2 separate regions of the Canis lupus genome follow, and region 2 is linked to region 1. The links are chromatin contacts, called in public Hi-C maps. All regions are on one chromosome and are shown on one strand. The core of a region is the stretch at or near the end of the contact, and the rest is flanking DNA. Distances in the headings are between cores, read along the strand shown.

Evidence for each region. Hi-C and Micro-C count contacts between places; a contact is called where the count stands out from the background.
Region 2: a Hi-C map of blood shows a contact between it and region 1, with 3 times the contacts expected there. The contact joins the promoter of HERC4 here to the promoter of DNAJC12 in region 1. A contact is called at or near these places in 2 of 9 Hi-C or Micro-C datasets (amygdala and blood).

Annotation. Positions count from the first base shown.
Region 1 is chr4:19,857,174-19,862,407 of UU_Cfam_GSD_1.0, forward strand. DNAJC12 (dnaJ homolog subfamily C member 12) reads right to left here and starts at 3,592. Exons shown (of 6, transcript XM_038534079.1): 1 at 3,463-3,592. It also overlaps the pseudogene LOC106558672.
Region 2 is chr4:20,067,558-20,072,325 of UU_Cfam_GSD_1.0, forward strand. It overlaps HERC4 (probable E3 ubiquitin-protein ligase HERC4), which reads right to left and starts at 2,648. Exons shown (of 25, transcript XM_038534091.1): 1 at 2,268-2,648; 2 at 232-536. The coding sequence starts at 457.

The sequences.
Region 1 (5,234 bases), core at 2,342-4,841:
AAAAATTTTAAATATGTATGGTACAATATCAGTTTTATAAATATGTTATGTATATTGATAAAATATGAAAAAGCATATATACCAAAACAGACCATTATCACTACATAATGGGGTCACAGATAGCTTACATTTTATTCTTCTTACTCATCTCCATTTGCTAAGATAAACATGTATTATTCTTTTAATTAAAAAGGAGCAATAAAAATAAAAATTAAAAAGGAGCAATAAAAAACAAATCAGTAAAAACTGCAAAATGCCAAACATCACACAGCTATTTACAGACTTAATAGAAATGACAATTCAGAGTTTGTTCTTCAGGTGGTTTGATTTAGTTTGGTTTGTTGCATTCCCCACTGCAGCTATGTAGTTAGTCAATTTACTCATCCTGGGAAGCTAACATTGTGCTGTAGAGTTGACAAAGAATAAAATGATCTCTGCCATCACAGGGCGGCCCCTCTCTCAGGTATCTGGACTACTATCCATTCCAACCGGTACGTCCAATTGTTGTATCTTGGGAAAGACTCCTTGCTTACAGGAATCATAATGCAAGGTAAACAATGCCAAACCCTTCTCCTTATTCCTAAATGATATTTATACTCCAGAACTTCTTTTAAGGGTAAAGTATTGCACTGCTATATCCACACTAAAGCTGTGATCAAAAATAGCAAAATAGCATGGGGCGCCTGGGTGGCTCAGGTCATTCTCAGGGTCCTGAGATAGAGCCCTCCATTGGGCTTTCTGTTCAACGGGGAGTCTGCTTCTCCCTCTCCCTCTGTGCACTTTCTCTCTCTCATATGCATGCGCTCTCTCTCTCAAGTAAATAAATAAATATTTTTTAAAAAATAACAAAATGGCAAAAATATACCATGTACTATGTAGAATACACCATATACCATAGACCTCAATAAGCCAACTCTAAGTTCCATCAAAAGACAATCCAAAAAAATTAAGTAAGTTTGAGTCCAAATATGTATATATATTACATACAATTATTATAGTGCCTATATTATAATCAAATGCCTACACATAATACTTTCATTATTTAGTTACATACAAAATGATCAAATGATCTCACAATTTTTTTTGATCTCACAATATTTAACTTTTAAAATTTCCTTTAACTTACATGTTTTAAATCATATATTATGAAATAAATGTAAGTTTACAAGTACAAGGCATCTACCTTTTTTTCTAGAGGATGATATTGGGGGCAGCCTGGGTGGCTCAGTGGTTTAGCGCTGCCTTCAGTCCAGGGTGTGATCTTGGAGACCCAGGATTGAGTCCCACGTAGGGCTCCCTGCATGAAGCCCGCTTCTCCCCCTGCCTGTGTCTGTGTCTCTCATGAATAAATAAATAAAATCTTTAAAAATAAATAAATAAAAAATAAAGGATGATATTTGGAAAAACTTTGCCTTATATCTGAACATACATGATACTTTTTCAATTTGGGAATCCTACTTCAATAATTCTCATGTTTTAAAATCATTTTCATAAATTTTTTCTCTTAAGTTATATATTATTTAGAAAAGTTTTCATTCCTTATTTTAATAAATATTAGCAGTCTTTTGGGGCATTGTTCAGAAAAAGTAATAATACAAGATAACCAGATATTCTGAGAATAGTTGGAGTGCCACTTATTTATTTCTACTCTTTCCCAAAATTAACCTCCAAACCTGCCATGGCATCTCATTATAGGGTTTGTTTTTATTTTTTTTAATTTTTATTTATTTATGATAGTCACAGAGAGAGAAAGAGAGAGAGGCAGAGGCATAGGCAGAGGGAGAAGCAGGCTCCATGCACCGGGAGCCCGATGTGGGATTCGATTCCGGGTCTCCAGGATCGCGCCCTGGGCCAAAGGCAGGCGCCAAACCGCTGCACCACCCAGGGATCCCTAGGGTTTGTTTTTAATGCTCATTGGGGTTTTCTCCCCAACAAAGGTAACAAAAATCATGTTGGGACCTCTGGTTAGTATTTGGAGAAATGATAAATGATAAAGCTAGAACCATTTCTCCTTATGCCAAAATAAATTACATACAATCAAATAACCCAGAAGCCATAGAAAAATTAACCAATATGAGTATATCATTTTCTTTTTAAGTAGCCTCCACACCCAGCATGGAGCCCAACTCGGAGCTTGAGCTCACAACGGTGCGATCAAGACCTAAGCTGATATCAAGAGTCCATGGCCTTAACCAACTGAGGCACCCAGACCCTCCAATGTGAGTATATCAATAGTAAGTGCATTTTTGTGGCAAAAAAAAAAAAGAAAAAACCAGCAAAATCAGAAAGTTAACAATGTGCAAGGAGAACAATTTCATAATTCTCAGACAAAAGACTAACTTCCTTAATTTACAAAAAGTGCAAACAAATTAGTAAGAAAAAAACTAACAACCCAGTAGAAAATTGGGCCGAGAATATGGATACTTTTAGAAATATAGATGGCCAATATACATTAAGAGTATCACCTCATTTATAACTATGAAACTGCTAATCAAAAGAAAATAAATTGTTCACCTTTCAGGAAAGTGGAATTTGTAAAGTTTGATAATACCCAACACTAGTGAAAAAGTAAACACACTCATACATTAATGGATAAGAGTGTATATTGGCACAATTTGGCAAATTGGTGGTAATTAAGATTTATAAAGCTGTATCTTCTTAACCAGGCAATTTTGTCTCCATGAATTTACCCTGTGGATTTACACCAAAATATGTTCAAGGTGATCACTGCAACATTCTTTGCAACAGAAAAAAATCAGAAACAACTAAAATATCCCTCGATGGACCGGAGAAGAAGATGGCAGTAGATGAATAAATTATGGTATTTGCAGAATAAACTACTATACAGTCATTAAAAAGAGTAAGATAGCTTTCTCTGCAAGTACGGAAAGATCTTCTAAGATGGATTATCAAATGAAAAGGGAAGTTTGAGAAGCATATTATAGCATTATCACTTTTGTGCAATTATACATATTGCACCTTATATCTTCTTTTAAAGCTGGTGTTTGGGACGCGTGGGTGGTTCAGTGGTTGAGCGTCTGCCCTCCACCCACGGCGTGATCCTGGAGACCCGGGATTGAACCCCACGTCGGGCTCCCTGCATGGAACGTGCTTCTTCCTCTGCCTGTGTCTCTGCCTCTCTCTCTCTCTCTCTCTCTGCGTATCTCATGAATAAATAAATAAAATATTTTTTTAAAAATAAGAGAAATAAAAAGCTGGTGTTTTTCTTCTTAGATGGGCAGGTACAGAAGAGAGGCTTTTAGTTTCCGTTTATACCTTTCTGAACTGTTGGTACCAAGTCCAAGTAGCCACACCACCAGTTTTGGTTTTTTGTGCTTTTTAGTATTCTAAAAGAGCAACTACCATTTGTTTTATTTACATATAGTTACTGAAAAAAAACTTTCAAAATACATACTCCAAAACACATAGTAGTAATTATGTAGAACTTTTTAACAGACTTACAGTTCTTTGCACCTCAAGACTCTGAGTCAGACGCCCAACCCCAGAACCAACCGCAGAAAAAATACCCAATCTCCTCTGGCACCTGGAGGCGTCGCCCACCCCCGGGACTACAACTCCCACGAGGCACTGCGGGACTGGCGTAAAGGGCGTCGCCGGAAGTCCCAGTTACGTCCCGCCTCCAGGAACCATCCCTTCGAAAGTGTTTTTGGTGTTTGTTTTGTTGGGAGTTGGGGGGTTAGTTTGGGGGGAGGTTGTTTGCTTGTTTTTTAAGATTTTTATTTATTTATTCATGAGAGACACGGGGGCGGGGAGCAGGGACACAGGCAGAGGGAGAAGCAGGCTCCATGCAGGGAGCCCGACGCGGGACTCGAACCCGGGTCTCCAGGATCATGCCCTGGGCCGAAGGCGGCGCCAAACCGCTGAGCCAACCGCGGATCCCCGGGTTTTGTTTTTTGTTGCTTTTTTTTTTTTTTTAAATCAAATGCTCTAGTCTTTAAGTGGCAAGGGGAAAAGGAGCTAAAGGTCGTGGAAACCAGAGGAAACCTAGAAGTTCTGACTACAAGCCCCAGAAGCGCCGAGCGAGAAGAGAAATTAGGCAGCAGATCGGCGGGCTCCGCGCAGCCCCGAGCGCTTCTCGGCCTGGCCGCTCTCCGGCCTCGCGGCTTCCCTCCAGTCTCGCGCCAGATTTCTGTCGTGCTAAACAAAATCGGCACTTTTCCATGGCGGTTTTTGGCGACCCGAGCTTTCATCTTAGGTTTAGTAACCCGGCTTCCAGAAACTGCCTTTACCCCTTCGTCTTGATTTCCCACGACGCCCCGCCCCGCCCCCGGCTCAGGCTCAGGCTCAGGCTCAGGCTCAGGCTCAGGCTCAGGCTCAGGCTCAGGCTGGGATCCCGCGCGCCACTGGTGCGCTGTTAGGCCTCCGCGCGGCCAGGCTCTAGCCTGCGTGTTCCCGCGGGAAGGACCGAGCCCGCCAGGACCTTAGCCTCACCTGTGTCCGCGTCACCTGGTCGTCCCCTCCTGGCTGTGAGAGCGAAGCGGGCTTTGGAGAGCAGTGCAGGATGTTGAAAGGAGTCTTTCTGTTAAATCAGACATACAGTCGAATTTGTGAAACATCCTTTAAAGGCTGTTGAAAAAAAATTAAAAAAAAAAATAAAGGCTGTTGAAAAAAATAATAATAAAATAAAATAATAAAAAAATAAAGGTTGTTGAAACATTGCTTTGAAGCTTTAATCTGTGATCCCATTCCTTTTTTTTTTTTTTTTTTTAATTTTTTGTGATCCCGTTCCTAATAGTATAGGGAGGGATATGGATAGTGGGAAGGTTATGCGTGTTGGGGGAAGAGGGGTATGTGGAAACTATACTCAATTTTGCTGTGAACCTAAAACTAAAAAGGAAAGCTTTTATTAATTTAGGAAAGTAAAAAAAAAAAAAAAATTAGAAAAGTAATAGCAAGAACAGGTAATGTAGGGCAGCCCGGGTGGCTCAGCAGTTTGGCGCCGCCTTCAGCCCAGGGTGTGACCCTGGAGACCCCGGATCGAGTCCCACGTCCCGCTACCTGCATAAAGCCTGCTTCTCCCTTTGCCTGTGTGTGTGTGTCTCTCTCTCTACTCTGTGTCTCTCATGAATAAATAAAATCTTAAAAAAAAAAAGAGAACAGGAAGTTATAACCCATATTGAGCTCCTACTCTGTGCTAACAGTAAAGCTGGGGTTTGAGCGCTGCTGTGTCTGACTCCTGAGCCCATAGAGAAGAAAATGCATAAAAACGCTAC
Region 2 (4,768 bases), core at 1,398-3,897, 210 kb after region 1:
ACATTCTAAAACCAAAGCTTCATACAATAAGGGTTTATAACAACAGTTTAAAAAAATAGAAACCACGAAGTAATTGAAGTACTTAGAAGCATGCAAATGTAAAGGATATATTTAACTCCAGCTCTGCTTTTAAAGCTTAATAAAAAAACATAGGTCTAGTACTAAAGAAATTCCTTGACATTTCAAACTTAGATGATATAATTATTAGAGCAAACAAAATTTTCAACTTACCTGGTTTCTTTCTGGATTTTTCATGACCCAGCTGTCCTAGATCATTACATCCACATGTGTACACTGTTCCATCATCCAGGACAAATACAGTATGTCTGAGTCCACATCCCACATCTCGGACCTTTTTATTTATAAAAAAGTCACTTTTTCTGGGCTCTAGTACAATTTCTTCATCAATTCCACCCAAACCTAGCTGTCCAAAAGATGCATTTCCCCAGCACAACATGTTTGTAATTCTTTTGGTCTTCCAGTTTCAATAAAAACCTTCCTTCTGAAACACTGGAAAGTTGGAGGTATCCCTATGTCTGAAGAGATACAAAAAAAGTTAATATGACTTCAAGGAAAACACGTATAATTATTCTCTCAAGTGCTATGCTACAGTAATTACTGCATAGTAAACATGGAACCTATTTTATCAGATGCTACATAAGTATCATCCGGTTTCAGAAACCAAACAACTGTATTTTTAGAAATATATAGAATCATTTACAAAAAAATTCTCTCCACAATTCTTTGCAAAATTTAAAACTTATTACTAGAGTTGCTACCTTGTGAAATCATTTCACTCTGAGCAAGAAATAAAACATCTACCCACTACCCCCAAATCAATATATACACAGTGAAAAACTGTGCCAACTACACAAACAAAACCCTGCAATCCCCCTCAAAGCCTAACATAATTAAGCCTTTAAATACCCACCTCTGCATCAGCAAACTGAAGTTATTTGTAACAGAAATAAAACCAATAATGGAAACTTTAAACTTCCCACAATTTATATAATCTTCCAATTATTCACACTAACACACCCTACAGAACAGCACGGTTCTCTCTTCAAACCTCAATCTTAAGACAATCGCCTCCCAAGACATTTTACAGATCAAAATAGTAATACTCCTACCTCATCACTTAATTTTAAAACTAAACCTACGTAATTACATACTCACAAAAGAAAATACGCGGTTTAAATATCAAGATGCTCTCCCCAATCCAACATTTTCTATTACGAATGGTAACTCTGACTGAAAAATATTTCCCGTGGGCAATCTGTATCTATCTACACCTCTGAGACAAGTATTTGGAAACGGGGAGGAAAAAAAAAAAAAAAACTGCAAATAACCCCAGTACTGCCGATTTTTCAAGAACAGGAATGGGGGGATGGGGCATTAATAGTCTGGTGGCGAAATCTGTAGAACTTTCCAGTACACTGAAGATTTCTTCCCTTGTAAAGACGCCTATCAAAGAGTCCATTTCATGCAAACCCACACAGATTTTTAAACACATCACGTTACTAAATAACAATTACAGAAAGTCAGCCTTATTCCCGCTGTAGTCACCCACATTCCTTACACAGAACCTGAGAAGTTTCAAAATCCAACTTTCCTACGTTCGGGCTAGCTATTACCAAAGCTGTCCATTCCATGACCTATCCATTCAGAAAAGTTTGGTTTTATTCTTTTGGGACATCGGAACTCGATGGTTCCCAAGAGTTCTGCATTGTCTAACCTTTTTTTTTTTTTTTTTTTTTTTTAAGAATAGAGGACAGAAAAATACCTCAAATATTTCAGCGCATGAGGGTTAATCATCCTTTTCTTTTAAAAAGTCAGAAGATATGAAAAAGGCGTCCTCTCGCTAGCAACAGGTAGGGGAATGAGAAGCACTTTATTCCCATCATCCCCCGAACAGGCACTCGGATCAGCTCACGGGAACCAGGAGAGAGAAATCGTCCGTACACACCCAGCCCCGCGGGCCGATCGGCCAACCACGGCAGCCGCCCGCTCGCAGCAGCCGCAGAGGCCACCGACAGGGTCCGCAGTTCGGCGGCCCTCAATCCGAGGGAGGCCCTTCCCCAAGGAGGTGCGACATTCCAGCCCCCCGGCCCGAGATCCCCCACCGTCCGCGCCGCGCCCCCCGCCCCCCACCCTGAGGAAGCGCTGAGAAAGCACCCAGCGCCAAGCCGGCCTGTATCCGCCCGGCCCGGCCTGCCCCCTCCCTAACGCCGTCACACGCCCCCGAACCCACCGGGGCAACGACTCACCCAGCCCCTCACGGCAGGGGAAGCCCAGGGCGACGGGGGGCGGCGCCTCCCCAGAGAGTGAGGCAGCGCGGCAGCTGAGGCAAGCGGCAGCTGAGGCAAGTCTCCAGCTCCTGGACCTTCCTCCTTCAGCCGCCGGCGACGAACACCAGAGCTGCTCCGGCGTCCGTGCTGCTGCTCCGCGGCTCCCCTCCTTGGCTCCTGTGAAACTTTACCGGGTACCTAGAGAAAAACAGCAGCCGCCGCTGTCCAGTCCAGAGACAGCCGTCAGCGACCCGGATGGAGCGGGCGGGGAGGGACAGGCGGCAAGCGGGGCGGAGAGCGCGAGGGGTGGGGAGAGTTGGGGAAGAGACTGGGGAGGAGAAGGGAAAGGGGGAAGGTAGGTAGGCGGGGAGGGGGAGGGGCAGGCCGGAAGTGAGCTACGGAGCACGCGCACGAGCCCGCCCACTTCCCGGTCCACGCGCCTGCGCTGGAATCCTCCCAGGGCACCTCGACTCGCGCGCCTGCGCAGTGTTGCTGCTTTGCGTTGCTTGGAGGAAAATGCCAAATACAGAAGTTGGAGTTGGCCAAGGCGGTTGGGAGTGTTTTGCGTGTCTTGTAACAAAGGTTCTGCGCGCTGAATGGCATTTTGGTGAAGAAAAATCTCTCCGTTTGCTGGTTTGGCTTTCTCCCTAGAGGCTCCAGTCTATTAGGTCATGCTTCCTTTTTCCAAAGAGAATTTGGAGTGGCAGATACACATCACAAATCCGAATACAAAGACGGGTGAAACCTTTTCTTATACCCTTAGCCTCAACGGGAGCTAATCTGAGGATGCCAGGTATATTCATAGCAATGACTGAACCAGCTGGCAAATGTATCCGCCCCACCAGTTCAGGCTCCTGGTGTGATGGCTGCAATCGCTTTCTGCGCTCTGCCTGAAAGATACACTACACAGTGCAGGGCCTCCTTCATTCAGAGAAAATTAAGCAGTGCATGTGACTGGAGTCCTTGCTTCATAAAAACGGAATCTGGCTTTCCTAGGGCAGTGTTCATAACAGTCTCTTAAAAATGAAAACTTGAAACAAGGTACTCCTGAAATTTTGCTAGACTTTGCTAGAACCTGTGACATCAGAGTGAATGTTGAGAGCTCAGGAAGCTTTCCTCAATAAACCACGTTTCTTTATTTCATTGAAAAATCAATTTCAGATTAGGAAATGTCTGTGCTAGAATGTGTATGTGTATTATTTTCTCACAGCTGCCATGACAAAGTATCATTAATTGGATGAATTAAAACAGATTTGCTGTCTCACAGTTATGGAGACTGGAAGTTGGCAATCAGTGTTGCAGCAGGATTGGTTCTCTCTTGAGGTCTCCGAGGAGGATACTCTCCATACATTTTTAACTTCTGGGGGTTGCTGACAATCTTTGGTATTTCTTCATTTGCCGATGCATCACTCTAATCTCTGCCTCCATCTCTGTATGATGTTCTTCCTGGTGTGTCCATGTCCAAATTTCCCTTTTATAAGGACACCATTCATTGGGTTAAGGTCCACCCTGATCCATTATGACCTCTTTTTAACTGAATTACATCTGCAAAGACCCTCTTTCCAAATAAGGTCACATTTTCAGGTACTAGAATTTAGAGAGAAGCATATCTTTGGGGGATTCAATTCAACCCACAACAATGTATTATAGAAACAAGCATAAAAATGTCAAGATACTTAAGTAAAGAAGGCATAATTTCCATATTGGGAGTGGTGGGATACTAACAAAAACATACTTTGTTTTTATTTTGATAGCTTCATTGCCCTGGACTTTTGTTGTCTTTTTTACCTTAAGGATTTGATGTCTCAATATATCATTAAAGGGGGAAATTGTGGGATATGATATCTTTAAGATGTGTACTTGACATTGCAACAAATAAACACTAAAACTTGAGTGGCTTAATTTAATGGAAGTATATTTTCTTTTATATTTTAACAGCCCAATTGAGTGTTCCTAATGAGTGATGAAACTGATTTCTAGGAACCTTGGGAGATGGAGGCACAGGGAGCTCCTTAAAACCCTTGTTGGGGAGATGCCACATACCACTTCTGCACCAATAACATTTGCAAGAACCACATACCTAGATACAAAGGACCTGGGAAACACTACAGTCTGAGTTCCCAGGTACTTCTTTTTTTTTTAAGATCTTATTTATTTATTTATTTGAGAGAGAGAGAATGCAAGAGCACAAGCAGTGGAGAGAGAAAAGCAGGCTACCCATCAAGCAGGGTGCCCAGTGCGGTGCTCAGTCCCAGGACCCTGATCTTTTTTAAAGCAGTTCTTTTTTTTTTTAATTTTCATTTATTTATTTATGATAGTCACAGAGAGAGAGAGAGGCAGAGACACAGGCAGAGGGAGAAGCAGGCTCCATGCACCGGGAGCCCGACGTGGGATTCGATCCCGGGTCTCCAGGATCGCGCCCTGGGCCAAAGGCAGGCGCCATACCGCTGCACCACCCAGGGATCCCCCCAGGACCCTGA